Regions from separate parts of the Arabidopsis thaliana genome. Here region 1 is linked to region 2. The links are chromatin contacts, called in public capture Hi-C maps. All regions are on one chromosome and are shown on one strand. The core of a region is the stretch at or near the end of the contact, and the rest is flanking DNA. Distances in the headings are between cores, read along the strand shown. Region 1 holds the start of ASIL2 (sequence-specific DNA binding transcription factor). Region 2 holds the start of CID4 (CTC-interacting domain 4).

Region 1 (7,428 bases), core at 2,680-5,179, 73 kb after region 2:
TACCTGAGAATAGAAACAAAATGAGATCTTCGTCTGTTTCCGATGAATCAGTCTCTTTCAGATTCACATTCGAATAGTTACTATCATTGTCGAGATTCTTTCTCTGCTTTCTATATTCAGCATCCTCTTCTTAAAGCTTATTAAAACCCTAACAATGAAGATTGTTTTCTTCTGTTTTTGGCTTCACTCAAAACTCTCAAGTCAACTTCGTAATTAATTTCACTTCCGCTGATGGATTCAATATCTCTCCCATCATTGTGTGTCTCCTTCCTTCCGCCGTAATCTATCTTTGTCAAAAATCTACTTTAGAGAGAGAAAGTGAAATCAAGAGAAAGAAATAAACGTTCTTCAGACAAAAATCACCATTTTTGTTGACGTGAAGTAGCGTATACGATGACAAAACAAAAAAAAAAAGAGAGTAATAGAGCGTAAAATTTGAAATATTAAATTAAACAAAAATCAAAGAAAGTCGGCAGTAATTACGAAATTCCGGAAACAGGTCTCGCCGAATCCTAAACGGCTTTCGTTAGTTACCCATAATACCCTTTTATTCTTCGAATTTATTGCTGTGAAGTATATAAATTGGAGGGGTAAATTAGTCTCTTACCCACAGATGGGCCAAGGAACAAATGGGTATATTGGTACTTTGCCTTTCAGATCCAAATATTTAACGTTAAGAGTAACAACGATTCGCTGTTTTAGAGTAAAATCTCTATGTGCAAAATGTATATTATGTTAAATAAACACTGTACTAAATAGATGCTGACAAAAAGAAGTATTTAAATTAGAGCTTATTCTACTCTACTGAAAATTAATAATATTAACACCAACCATTTTTATTCCAACTTTTGGAGACACTTTAAATCAAATGATGGACCCCCTGAAAAAATATCTAATTATAGGATATCACTCTTTATTCTTCTTTAATTTTAATGGACAATTGACCCTAACTATATATTTATAATGGAGACATGGCTTTAAATCCTACCCAATTCTTTCTTTCTTTTTGGTATCTTTTCTTGCCCACTTTAAAAAAAAAAAAAGAATATTCATTTGTTACATTAATAATTTACTATTTCTTTAGTAATCACTACTTTTATTGCTAGATTTAGTTCCAAAAAAAAACTTTATTTTGAAAAAAAAAACTTTATTTTGAACTTTACTAAGGAAAAATCTTGATTAGTAATCCTAGTGATACCAATATATCATTAGATAATATCTAATCTATATGTCTAAACACACGTGGACCTTTGGAATCAAACTCTTTTCTACCTAAAACAAAAACAAAATTCAGAAGATTTCAAGATGCTTTATTTCTTACGTTTTCATTATTGTATTCGTTTCAAAAAAAAATAAGAATAGTGCAAGTTAGAATGATGTTACGGTGGGACTCGGAAGATGGTATTTTTACTCAAATATCATGATTCACCTTTCGATACATGAATATTAGCTTAGTGCGGAAGGTAAAATTGTGAGAAACATCTATGTGTAATGAATTTGAATTGACTGTCATTTGTTTAGTACCTATAAAATGCCAAAAGGCAAACATCATAGAAAAATAAATAAACAGACCAACGAAAAGGTTTCTTGCCTAACATTCTTCTTTTATAGAAGATCATCATTGGTGGTTTGAATGATGCTTCAGACACAAGAAAATCTAGCTCAAACAATTACTCAAAAGAAAAAGAGTTAAAAAAATGCTTTTAGGTACACATGCAAATCTCCAATGTCATAATAACCAAACATAGCTTTAAGATTTTGCGGTTGGATTGTGTCAAAAATGTCCTATGCCATGTTCTAACCTAACTAGTGAAACACAATCTAACTCAGAGATTAAGAGAAGTTCAAAAACGTGCACAAGAGTCTGCAGCAGAATGATCTCAGGCAATCTAGTGAAGTTAAATCTGTTCCATATGACCAAAGTTAAGAAAGATATGCAAAATATTAATACACTCATGAAGCCTAGATAAGTTTCAGTTTCTCTTTCAACAATTAAAGACTCAAATCTAAAATATATCAATTACGACACTGCATCACTAAATTCTAGTTATTACCCAAATCGTTGTTGTTGTTGACAATCGCATTGATGTTGTTCTTGCGGCTGTGATGATGATCATTACTGGTGTTTCCCATTCTCCTCCCATGTTGCTGCTTAAGTTGTGATATCTCCAATTGAGTCTTCACAAAGAACTGCATTCTCTGCAACTCAAGCTCCTTCAAGAACTTCATCCTCTCTTTCTCCATCTCAACCACCTGTTGCAGTTTCGCATTCTCTGTTTGCTCATAAGCTTCACCGAATCTCATGATTGCCCGAGTCAGCTCCCTCCATTTGTTCCCCACTCCATCACCATCTTGCTTCTTCTTCTCCTCCGTCTTCATCCTCTTCGACAGAGGAGGAGGTGGTAAACTGTCACCGGAATCATCTGACATTGCTGCTTCAGATTCCGAGTCTGAATCAGAAGCGTTCCTCTTCCTGAAACGCCAGCGTTTCGACTCACTACACCTTTTCACCATCATCCCTTGCTGCTGTTGCTGTGGCAGTGTCCTACCTTGCTGTGGCAGAGTCCTCCCTTGCTGTCCAAACGGAGCTGAACGGCTACTCATCGGAATTCCCATAGGTACATTGACAGATCCTCCTCCGCCTCCTCCACCACTGCCACCGAAAGAAGCAGCTGAGACTCTAGCCGTAGCTCCAATTAACCGGTCAAGATTATTGAAAGGCGGTGTTGCAGCCTTAGCTTGCTGATGGTACAGATTCGAACGACTTCCCATTGGAATACCCATAGGAATCTTATGCAATCCTCCGACAGGACCGCTGACTCCAGAAGTTGCCGTCGGGATCTTCGCCGTTGATCCAATCAGACGGTCAAGCTTGTCGAAGAACACCCATCTGCTACGGCCACCGCCGTTAGCGATTCTCACCTTCTCTTGTTTATACTTCTTCTTCACCGTATCGATCCTATTCTTACACTGTATATCAGTTTTGGGAATTTTACCGTAATCCTCTCTGCTGCTCACAATCTCAGCCACCTCTTTCCAGTGCTTCTGCTTCAGATTCCCTCTGCTAAGCTCCAAGTATCTCTCACCCCACGCATCAATCAACACAGCCGTAGCTGCTTCGCTCCAACAATCCTCCCTCCCGCCGCCGCCGGTTGGTCTCCCACTGCTGTTATTCCCTCCACCGCTGGCCTGAATCGGAAGCAGCGCCAGAGCCAACGCATCCGGATCCTTCTGCGACGAATTACCCGGAGGAGTCAGAGAATAAGAAGGCGGACCTGCCGAAGCCACCGTAACCGTGATTCGTCCCGCCGGCGGGGAGGAAGACGGATCAGGTGAATCGGAACCCTGAGATCGGATGTCTTCATCGTCCTCCATGGAATTCGATATCGCCGGATCTGAGTCAGAAGCTCGTGAAAGAGGGAGATAGGGTTAGGGTTTGGGTTAATATTCTGTTCGGGAGGGGTAAACGGGAAGGAGACGGCGTCGGTGAGTAGAGGGGACACGTGGAAGGACGTGAGAAGATACGGGGAGATGACGTGGAATGACGTGATTGGTAGGTCAGAGGTAAGATTCCGTCACCGGTAAAGTTGCCGGCTCGGTTTAGGGGTAAAAGATGGGTTTGTATCGTAATTTCCCCATTTCTTCGTAATCCGATGAGGAAGTGTATTGACGGAAAAGCCCATCTAGTTTTACTATAATTACCGGAACTATCCCCGTGAACCATTTTTCCGGTGATGTACCGAAATTACCCTTAGCCTAACCGTCAGTTTCAATATCGGTCGTAGACTTTTTTTAGTCCGTCGATAGTTTCCAGTTGTCTTCCTTCGTTGTCTTGCTTCATTCGTTAAATCGATTCGAATTAGTCTCTCTTTTAACAATAAGAACGGTGACGTGGATGTTATTTACTTTGGGCATGGGTTTTTATTGGGCTTTCCATACGCTACGTTAGCATGTTATCACTTAGTATCATTTTTTCTTTTCACCATTGTCAAAGATACAACTTTAAACATTCCAGAAATACTATGTTTCAAAAAGACCTTATATAATCTTCGTGAATTGTGAAACAAACAGAAATTTAATATTTCTCAAATCTCAAAACACCAAAAGCGACCATTATGTTATGTACACAGCAAATATATATATACAAAGAAAAGTAGTTTGGGATACTTCTTCTTCTCGTAGAAATACCTTGTAATATTTTTCAACGGTCCAATGCGTTTAGCACAATCCTGCAGTATTACCGGACGTTAATTAGATATGGTGGTACTAATGAAAGCGATAATGCGTTGGATAAAATGAAGTATAGTTTGAGAGGAAAGAAAAGAGAGGGAGATCAAACCAATCGCAAGCATTGAGACTTGTAGCATGTGTTTCACTTGGTGTTCCAGCTGCATACAAATGATTTTGGTAATCATTAATTTACAAATCCATAATACTCTCAAGCTAATAATGATTATGGATGTCAAAATAAAAAAAAAAAATAATAAAAAAAAGCTTATAATGACTATGAACATATGTATCACCTTGCAAAGTCTTTAATTTACATGAATATATAGGGTTTTAACTGCTCATAACACAAGCATAGAAGATAAAAAAAAAGTGGATCAGAAAGGATTTTTAAAAAAGGTAACATAAGAGTCAAAGGGGAAACGGGGTTGCTTGAACGGTCAGGAGAATTCGGGACACGTTTCAGATCCACCATCAACTTCCGGTTGGCACTTTCACCGGATATGTGGTTTCTCAACTTCCCGAGACCATTTTCCGGCGTTGGACCGGCCAAAGTTTCATCCCACAACTTGTGCGAAAAACCCATATCTCTGATCAAATTATTAGAAGGGTTTTTCTTGTTAATTGTCTCTAATGTGTTTTGAAAAGAGTTTTTTTTTTGTTAAGTCTTCTTTATGTGAGGATAATGGTTTTATATAAGGAACAGGAACGAGAAGCGTTGAATATCCTTGGTTAGACTAATTATATACACTTTACCTATAATTTAACCTTCCAAAATTAAGGAGATTTAATCAAGGATGATGATAAATCTAGCCGATAAGAAGATAACTTAGAGAAGTGTGACATGTTTTGCTTCTATCTTACATGATAGTTTGATGCCGTCAATTTGATTTATGTGATGGGCCTGTACCTGGGCCAATTCTTGATTAGGCCTGCATTAAAATATTCTGCCAACGGCTAGAAACTTTTTCTCTTCTTCTATAAATTTACTTTTTTTGGCCTAATCCCGGAGGTTCTTCATTATTTCGTCAGAACAACATTGAAAAGTTACCGTTAAACACTCTAAGCGCTCTTCTTCATCTTCTTATACACTTCTCTTCCAACAAGAATCTCACCAAGAAACTTCTTCACTTTTACAAAGGTAATCTCTTTCTTCCTTCTGATTTAGGTTCACATTATAGACTGTTCTTCTTGCGATTGTTTGTTCTTCTTTTCGTATGTCGCTACTTGATTCGTTCTGGGTTTCTGGGGTCTGTGGTGTTAAATTTGCTTGAGGATCGAATTGGGTTTTGTGAAAAAAACGATCTTTGTTTCGATTTCGAGTTGGGTTTCTGTTACCTTTTTTAGGGTTTCTAATTGCTTAAAATCGTCAGTTCTGGAATCAAATCTTCGTTTCTGCAATTGGTTCTTTGATGATTCACAGTTAAAACCATATGGCGAACATGAACGCTCTTCAACAAATGATCTTCCCAGACGAGAACGCTCCAATTCATCGCAAAAGTAGTTAATCTTTCTCTACTCTCTTTAAATCATATTGCTTTGAAACAAAGATTTAACATTTTCTTTCTTGGCTATTATTTACAGAGTCTGTCACTGCTGCTTCTGTGAAATCCAAAGGGACTGTACTTGGTCAGAAGAAACCTGGAGGAGCTCGTAAGGCTCTGAATGATATTACAAACAAGTCTGGGATTCATGCGAAAGCTGCTGCTTCTTCAAAGAACAAGCAAATTGCTTCTGCTGCTGTGAAAGAGATTGATATAGCTGGGGAAAGGTTTTTACATGATCACAGCAAATGCATCAAAGAACAGCAAAATCTTTGGGATGATCACTACTCTGCTGATCTCATGCTACTTCATCATGGTATTGTATTTAGATCTTCTAAGCTATGATGTTTAACCAATCTTTGCGAGTAAGCTTGTGCTAAACTTGATCTTTTGTACTTGCAGGTTCCAGCATCAAGGAGAAGCATCTCAATTGGGACATTGAAAAGGTACTGTACTTAAAAAACAATGTCTATCTCTCTGTCTTTGATGGAGATTTTGGTGAGACTGCATCTTTAATCTAGTTTTGGAACTTAAAGTGACACTTTTTATGACTCTATCCTATGTGTTTTTGGTTTCAGATGGATGCTAAGGACGATCTGACTTACGAAGAACCAGAAGAGATGGCATCGCCCAAGTTTTCTGATTGGCTGAAGAACTCGACTCCATGGCGCTCTCCAATCCGTCATGGCTCTATGATGCCTTCCACTCCTCTGGCTTGGCGGTTCGATTCATGCGAATTCACACTTAAAGAAGACTCTGACGACCTCTTCTGAGTTTCTGTTTCTTAATGTCTTCAAAATTCATCCTTCAGATGAAGTAGTAATAGTAGTAGTGGCGTTTATCTTTTGTTCAGCTCTTCATGAATCACTCTGTGTCTATCACTTTGTAACTGGTTTCAGGAAATAAAGTTGGTATCTTTTCAAGTATTTTGACTATTCATCAAATTTGTGCCATATTCAGAATCTGAAGTTTCGATTTACACTGTCATGTTTCAAGCCACAATCCTAAACATCATCAGAATTCACTTTTACAAACATTCATCTCTTCAACTGTGAACTTACATTGCCGTTATCCTTGACACTATTGGTGACTTCTGACTCTTCTCTCACTGTCTCTATCCTCGCGACTGTTCCGTAACACCTCTAATTGAGCTTTAAAGGACTGCATTTTCTGCAACTCAAGCTCCTTCTTCTCCTTCTCCAGCTCCACCACTTGTTTAAGCTTTATACCACCTTTTCATAACTTGCTGCAAATCCAACTATTGCCATTGCCACCTCTCCAAGCTCCATCTCATCCACTTTTACCCGCGGTGGCAGCAATAATGGTAGTTTACTGTCGTCAACTGAGTAAGCAGAAAGTTCAAGTTCAGATTCTAATTCAGTCTCAGAAGCAACTCTTTTCCTGAAATGCCATCGTTTTGGATCACCACTCGTTGTTCAGATTTTGATTCAAGTCTCAGAAGCAATTATTTCTCACTCTCTAATGGTTGGTAAGATAAGAAAGGTTCGACCAAAATGGAACAAAAAATAATGTAAATTTTTATGTAATCAAATGCTGAGACAATCAATAACTAATAAGAATATAGAAGGAACTGTGTTTGATCAACATAAAGCAATTGATTTCATCGATCTCAATGATCTTTAACGATTCTTGCTTT
Region 2 (7,612 bases), core at 3,012-5,511:
GTGAAGAGGGTGCATATACCCCATCTTCAGATCTAGGAGGAGTTGGAAGTGGGACGCTCTGCTGATTGAACTGCTGTACATTGTATAATTCCATGACCTTGTCGAAATTCTCCGCCCACCACTTTTGAGCTTGCCATTTATCGAACATTTCACGGCTGCAAGTAATACAAATTTGAAGAAATCAACAAATTAGGAGCTGACTTAACCATATACAATACAGAACCAAAGAGCTACCAGGTTAACAGTCTTAGGTTCACAAAACTCAAGGGATCTGCAGTAAATTGTCAAAACTAGAATCTAGAAATATCAATCCTAGGGAGCTGAAGTGTTCCTCTTGCCATGAAGAAAGTTAGTTAGATCATCTTGCTCTCATTATATGTTCCACATACAAAAAGAACTTTACGAAATTCACAAACACTTCCCCACACAATTGTCCTTGGGGAATTCATTTAAGTTCTCCATCGGATTCAACTACCGAAATATAACCCACATCTCAAAGACCTTTCTTGGCAAAAAGGATGTACAAGTTCTCATAATTATAAGAAATGGTTTGGGACCACTTCAATCGATTCAAGAAAAATGAAAGCAGCAACAGTTTCCAACACAGAAATCTCACATAATAATATCCTAAATATCAACTGTACTCTCACATTGCTTGTCTCCAAGAACCACACATCTCTACTTCCAAAATCAAATTAAACAATTTCAAAACAGTATGGATTAGTTCATTTGAGTATCATCTTCAATATTCCTGATTGGAAACATATTGTACCATCTTGATTAAGTCCAATATCCAAACTTTTACTTAGTGTAAATCCTACAAAACAGTTAAAAATTACCTGAACCGAATCCGCTTCATATCATTCCCTCCCTCAGGCAATGATACAAATGTGATGAGGACACCAGGCTCCACTTGAGCAACCCATTCCTTGAGCTCATCTTCTTCCTCCATGAACACTGTAGACTCTGTCCTACCACTCATGGATTCAGGTGTTCCTTCTCCACTCAAAAAACCTTTCAACCTTGACTCCATTTCCTTCCCCAAAATCTTCGGTGTTGAGCTTCCACTCCCCGCTCTCTTGTACGCATAACGAAACCTCCCAGAATTCGAAGCAACATCCGAATCAGCGTAGCTTCGGTTCTTATTCTGATTAGACGACCCAGAACACGGTTTGCAGCTTTTGTAAGCACCTGATGCTTTTACTGCCATGTCTTTAATCTGAAGATTCACATACAAGAATCACATGTTATTCACAAAATTAAATACACAGTGAAAAACATTCTGAAAGTCACGGACTTAAATTGATTTGTTCTTAGCTTCCAAACAGAAACCAACAAGAGCAAAAAATGGTCCTTTTCTCATTTGTGTTTTTTTTTCGTGAAAGTGACACAGAGGAAGAATGTTTATCTCTACCTGTGACGTCAGGGACTTAATCTGCTTAGACCTGGGTGTTTCAATAACTCTGTCTTCTTCTTCTTCATCCTCTTCTTGTTTCTTAGATCCACCATTGTTGGTGTTTAGCTGCTTCGTACAAGCTATGCATGTCAGCATCTCTATCACTCACTAAAGAGTTTCAATTTCGACCTGAGAATTTAGAAGAATGAAACCCAAGTCACTTCCTCCACCAAAAATAATCAAATCTAAGAAATGAGAACCCAAAAAGGCTCATAATTTGTACCTTTTTTTGCAACAGTAGTTACGCACTTCAACTTCTACCTTCCAATATATAAACTCAACACTCACTAAAGTCGATTGCTTTTCTCTCAACCACAGAGATTCAGATGTAAAACCCCACCGGTGAAATGACGGCGAAGGGAAGGAGGAGACCGTTGCGGCAGGGGAAAATTAGGGTACCAGGATCTGTAGATCAGACCTAGAAACGACTTCGCATTAAAGACTCTTCTTTTTTTTTAAACTCTCTGGGTCGGTTTACTTGTGGCTTGAAAGCTCTTATCAGAGAGATTGAGTGAGATACACTCTTAAATCTCAACACTTTATGAAATCCAAAGCCGAATGCAGAAGCAAAATGCAAAAAAGCTACGAATTTTTGGGGAGAGATAGAGAGAGAGAAGAGCTTTGATATTTGGGCTTTGAGATCGTCGGACACTGTGAAAGTTTGCGCACAAGTGTGGTGTTGTGTTCCTCCTCCTTCCTAATTCCTATATTAAACAAAAAAGCTCTACTCTTTTCTTTTTCTTCAGAGAAAAAAAAACAGTAATGGCTATTTTCAGATTCGTCTTTAAGTTTGATACTTATGGATTATTATGACCAAAACCAAAAAAAAACAAAAACGTAACACAGTTTTTACTAACATAGATTAACCAATTGAATAGTTCTACAGCTTTATTGCTATTTTTTAATATCCGCATTTTGTCAACTTTTGATTTATTATTTATATTAAATTACTTAGTTTTGAATCGTCTTGTATTTCATTTGCTAACATAACTAGTAGTATATTCTTCAATTTTACTGCTTTGAGAGTGAAGAAATCGGACCAAGAAAATTTCAAATGTTATTCTCTTCTTTATTTCCTAGTTTTTTTTCTTTATTCTCTTTTCCCTTTTCTTGCTTTTTTTTAAAAAAAAGAACAAATAAAACTATTTTCATAGAAATAATGAAGCCGTGCAAAATATCCATGGTGTGGCCACATATTGACACGTGCATTTTTAAATGATTTTGGCTGTCTAATTTTGCACCCAAATAAAGGAAAAGAAAAAGGAAACCAAATAACTAATCCATTTTGTTATCTGTCAATTTTCTCAATAACGAGTATTTCATAATTTAAGACAGTGACTCTGGGAAATGTGACAGAATGTTACTAGTTGGTAATTACTCCTAATTTATTCAAACATTTAGAGGCAACTAGTCGTTTAAATTATTTTAAATCAACTGCATTCAAATATGAATGCAAAAACCTAAAAAGGAATATTTACGAGTCTATATAATGTCAGATTTGGTCACAGGAGCGCCGTGAAGCAACGGGCGAGAATTAACTACACTCTGTGGAGTTTCTTACCATACACTATTTTACAATTCGTAGTTAATGTTTTTAGTTTTTTTTTTGGCTTGCTTTCTCTATTTTTTTCACTAATACAGCTGAAACATTTTTTTAAATTAGGACAAAAGAAAACAGTTTTTATAGCAATGAATGATCAGATCCGATACTGCAAAATATAAATTAATTTAATTTTTACCATACCACGTGAATGATCTGTGTTTTCTTGTTTGATATTGTTCTTTCTCTTTCCATTTTAATGTTAGCTCGTATCTTATAGCTATAACTATGACCTATCCGTTACAAATAATACTTTATGATGATCTCTCTTTCACCCCATGTTAAATTGAACATAATACTCGTATAGTCTTAAGATTTCTGTCTTATCTTTTTCAAGTGTATGTTCCAACCAGGTATCGTGGTCTGGTGGTAAAGGAACCTCGACTGAGACGTCCGACACCCGGATTCGATTTCTGGTCACCAGAGAATTAACATGCGGATTTGCTCTAGCGCCTCAGACCACCAGTTCCAGGGAGCCATTAAGTAGATGTTTAAAAATTCCTGGTCGCGGGCTTAAACCCAGTGGACTAGTCAGATCACTGTGTGGTCTGGACACTAAGTTGTCAAAAAAAAAAAAAAAAAGTGTATGTTCCATTGCTAATTAGAGAGGTACAACTTTGAAAAGTGTAATGTTTCATACATGTAACTCTTATACTTTTTATTGGCCACACCAGTTTTTTTGTATTTCATCATTTTAATAATATTTCAGAATTCTCCAACTAATCCATGTTTAAGTAATTTTGGAGTATTTTTCTAGTGATGCTTTTCTGATTATATATTTAATTTGATCAATTATGATCATTAGTATTTATGCCTAGCTTTATGGTGACAAATAGCATATTGCACCTTAGAAACTGAAAAAAGGTATAAAGTGATTTTATCAAAAATAAAAACAAGTGATGATGAGACATGCAAATGAAGCATGTAATATTTAGATTCAAGCTTGTTATTATTAAATAATCATTTAAACTTTATAGAGTTGTTTTTCCAACTAAGCCTATTAATGCTTTTTCCCCCAACCTTTTCTGTCTCCTTCAAGGCTTAAGCACTTTCATTATAACCCATTTTGAAAGTCAAGTTAACATTATCCCCATCATTAAGCAAACCATACCCTTTTAAAAGTTCATTTCGAATTTGAAGTATCCTTTGCTTCAGGTTACTTGCTTTTACAAAAACTCTTTATTCTTGCTGATTTCTTTCCACAAATGAAATAAAGGTAAATTACAATCGAAGGCTTGATCCTTTATGTTTTATGTGTGTTAAAAGATTTAGAAGTTCTTAATGGCTAAGGTAAAATGATCGATCAAAGAAAAGAAAGAAAAGACAGAAAAAGAAAACATAAAAGCTTGACATTCAAAAGTTGAGGCCTATAAAGTTTCTCAAACTCAGTTTATAGCCCATGTTGAGCCCATTAAGGCCCAAATATAGTTGTACCATGCACTTGCCCGTAGGTGATTGGTACTCTACACAACGATCTGTTTCGTGTAGCTAGCTGTTCTTTCCTTTCATGATTTTGCTTCCTGCGGAAAATCAAAGAGTTAGCTCAGCTCCGATCACTCTCTCCGATTATCTTTCGCTCTTTAGATTCATGGTGAATCGTTTACCGTCACTCTCTCCTCGTAAACCCTAGCTCTCTCCGAAACCCTAACTCGCTGCGTTGGAAACTAATCGAGCTCGTCCCTCTCCTTTCGGAAGCATTTCTTTAATCGGTGTTGCAGAGGCGTTTTGGTTTCTGATCGGGTTAGCTTTCTGAGGTAAATATCCTCTTCTTCGATTCTTATATCTGGATTTTTAGTTTATCTTCATTGCTTCTTTATTCTTCCGCGTTATTGGGAATTTGATGATTTAGGGTTTGTTTTACTGGAATACCTAGCTCTAGCTCGAATACGTTGGAGATCCTATTTCATGATTGCAGATGATTGTATCTTTGATTCACTGTTATGCCTTCCTTTTTTTGCGTCTGTTTGTGCTGAAAACTCTTTGATTTTGTTTCCATTTCTTAATTGTTTGTGCTGCGGATTAATGGTTGAAATCAACACTATCTTTCTTTCTTTCATCCACAACGTTTTCTAGACTAATCGGCATGTTTGATGAATGAAGCCAAGCAAGTGTTGTTTTATGTTTATTTTTCTGTAATGGCGATGCGAGGCTGTTCACTGATTGTATTTTGCTGTTAGATAGTAATCATCGGTTTCAATGGTAACCTTCTATTTATAGTTTCTGCGTCAGTTGAGCAATTACGAATGTCATGGGTTTCAATAACTGTTTTTTTTTACCCTTGTTAGTTAGAACAGTCTAAGGCTGCAATGAGTATTCCTCAGTCGAAATCTTCATCAAATGGATTTCCACTCAAAAGAGGTGAAACAGAGGAAGTTTTACATAAGACAAATACATCAAATACAGGTTAGCTGTTGATATTCTGTGATTTATGTGCAACGTCATATTCTGAGTCCTCATGCATGTTGATATGTATTCAGTATTCAATGGGGAAGCTGGAAGCTTGAAGAGGCTTTCACTTGATCGGTTAGTGTACTTCACAACATGTAAGATCGGGCATCATGTGGAAGTGCATCTAAGGAATGGATCAGTGTATACCGGTATATTTCATGCTGCCAATGTAGAGAAGGATTTTGGTGAGGCTCTGAATCAGAATTTTTTTCCTTATAGAGCTGCACATACAAATTCACACTACTTTTTCTTGCAATGTATAAAATTGCTTGAAACTTCCAGGAATCATTCTAAAGATGGCATGCTTGATTAAAGACGGTACTTTACGAGGACATAAATCCCGTTCCGAATTTGTCAGGAAGCCGCCTTCCAAGACATTCATTATTCCGGCAGATGAACTTGTGCAAGTTATAGCTAAGGTGTGCCTGCTTTTATAAACTGAAGGGAAATATTTATTGTTTTAAGTTTATGTCAATGTGTTATATTGCAGAGAGACTACTTTGAGTTTTGACATTGTCATTACTTTATATCATTGATTTTGGTGTTAGGATCTCTCTGTATCCTCGAACAACATGTCAAATGCGGTTCAGGGTGAGAAACCATCGGAGCTGTTGACAGACTCTTCTATATCACAGTCTTATCATGTTGATCGGGAAAGGCAGCTGCAACGCTGGGTACCTGATGAGACTATTCCACACGGTGCAGATTTGGAGAATGTGTTTGATAACCCTTGGAATAGGTAATATACGCACACACACACACACACGCACATATATATTTAAATTTTTTGTCAAATTTATACTTATTGAATGTTTGGTATGTTGATTTGTCAGCTAGATTTTCAGATCACGGTTTCTTAGCTGACCAATTTAGATGAGAGATGGTGGGAATGAATAGATTATGTTTGTGCTTGCACTTTAGAAATTCCGTATATTCCTTTTGGAAAGCAATTCTCTTTCTATATCTAAAGCTAGAATTCTACTATTTAGTGAAAGCATATATTATATTGTGAGGAACAGCCCATGGTGAATGTCTCAAAGATTAGGAAGAATATTGTTTTGATAGTTATGTTTCTTATATATGAGTAATCTTTGCTGTGTGGTTACCTGTCTTTTCTGTCCTTGATATCTCTCAGCTGATCCGTTTCTGCTTGTAGGAAATGGAATCAGTTTGAGGTGAATAAGTCACTGTTTGGAGTAAAAAGCACTTTCGACGAGGACCTCTATACCACAAGACTTGAGAGAGGTCCTCAGACTAAACAGTTGGAAGAGCATGCCCAGAAGATTGCGAGAGAGATCGAGGCTGAGACTACCCGAGATATTCATGTAGCAGAGGTAATTTGGGGGTTTGATTTCACCTTGATTCCTATGTTTTTTTGGTGTTATAAGTTTAAATTCGTAACTATTCATGCATGCAGGAAAGAGGCCTTCAGCTTAATGAGAACTTTGATTTTGACGAGGAAGCCAGATACTCATCTGTCCGTCCAGTCACTGGATTTGGTGATAGTGGGTTTGATTTGGAGGACAACGCATTGCTGGATACTTGCAACGATCTGACTTTTGGTGGCTCATCTACTTCTGATGGCCAGAAGCCAGCTTCTAGTGGCAAGGGCTGTGAAGAATTACGGGTATCGGTGAGTTCGTCTTTGATAGTAGTTAATAGCTGAACGAGTTGGTGATGTTGCTATTCATTTTCTTTCAGGGTGACAGTCAGTCTTCTCGGAAAAATAAAAATGTAGATCAAAGCTGCTCAACCTCTAAACAGCAATCCAAAGATTTTCCTGCCGCAGGCAGCAATATCAGGTCTTATTTTTCTTGCAATTAAGCTACACATCTGGAAAATCATCTAAAATATATCTCACATTGGGAGTTCCTCTTGGCATAATAGTGAGAGCCAGCTAGATGAGCAAAGAAGAAAGAATAACGAAGAGGTTTCACACAATAACAGAGTAATGACAAGTCCATGTTGATTATGCCGTTTAATCATGATTGCATTTTGCGTTTCATTGTTGTTCTATAATTTTTAACATTGGTTATTTGGCTTCCTTCTGTATTAACATAGTCAGCTGAGGAATCAACTTCTGGTCATGGAGGTATACGCTACTTTCA

Evidence for each region. Capture Hi-C pulls out chosen DNA fragments and counts their contacts.
Region 1: a contact with region 2 is called in a capture Hi-C map of seedling, with 1.6 times the contacts expected there. The contact joins the promoter of ASIL2 here to the promoter of CID4 in region 2. A contact is called at or near these places in 2 of 26 Hi-C or Micro-C datasets (rosette leaf and vegetative nucleus) and 1 of 3 other capture datasets (seedling).

What each region holds. Positions count from the first base shown.
Region 1 is chr3:4,705,247-4,712,674 of TAIR10.1, forward strand. ASIL2 (sequence-specific DNA binding transcription factor) reads right to left here and starts at 3,930. Exons shown (of 1, transcript NM_112274.4): 1 at 1,556-3,930. The coding sequence starts at 3,375. The coding sequence ends at 2,044. AT3G14172 (GPI-anchored adhesin-like protein) reads right to left here and starts at 582. Exons shown (of 12, transcript NM_001125151.2): 1 at 4-582. It overlaps AT3G14190, which reads left to right and starts at 5,237. Exons shown (of 5, transcript NM_112275.3): 1 at 5,237-5,368; 2 at 5,651-5,727; 3 at 5,812-6,087; 4 at 6,174-6,217; 5 at 6,350-7,323. The coding sequence starts at 5,661. The coding sequence ends at 6,544. AT3G14200 (Chaperone DnaJ-domain superfamily protein) reads right to left here. Exons shown (of 6, transcript NM_112276.4): 6 at 7,328-7,428. It also overlaps AT3G14185.
Region 2 is chr3:4,631,802-4,639,413 of TAIR10.1, forward strand. CID4 (CTC-interacting domain 4) reads left to right here and starts at 4,262. Exons shown (of 15, transcript NM_112255.4): 1 at 4,262-4,810; 2 at 5,342-5,459; 3 at 5,534-5,689; 4 at 5,787-5,923; 5 at 6,053-6,243; 6 at 6,661-6,838; 7 at 6,922-7,137; 8 at 7,206-7,306; 9 at 7,392-7,452; 10 at 7,566-7,596. The coding sequence starts at 5,363. It overlaps ATBRXL2 (DZC (Disease resistance/zinc finger/chromosome condensation-like region) domain containing protein), which reads right to left and starts at 2,280. Exons shown (of 6, transcript NM_202580.2): 1 at 1,680-2,280; 2 at 1,415-1,585; 3 at 840-1,219; 4 at 20-155. The coding sequence starts at 1,552.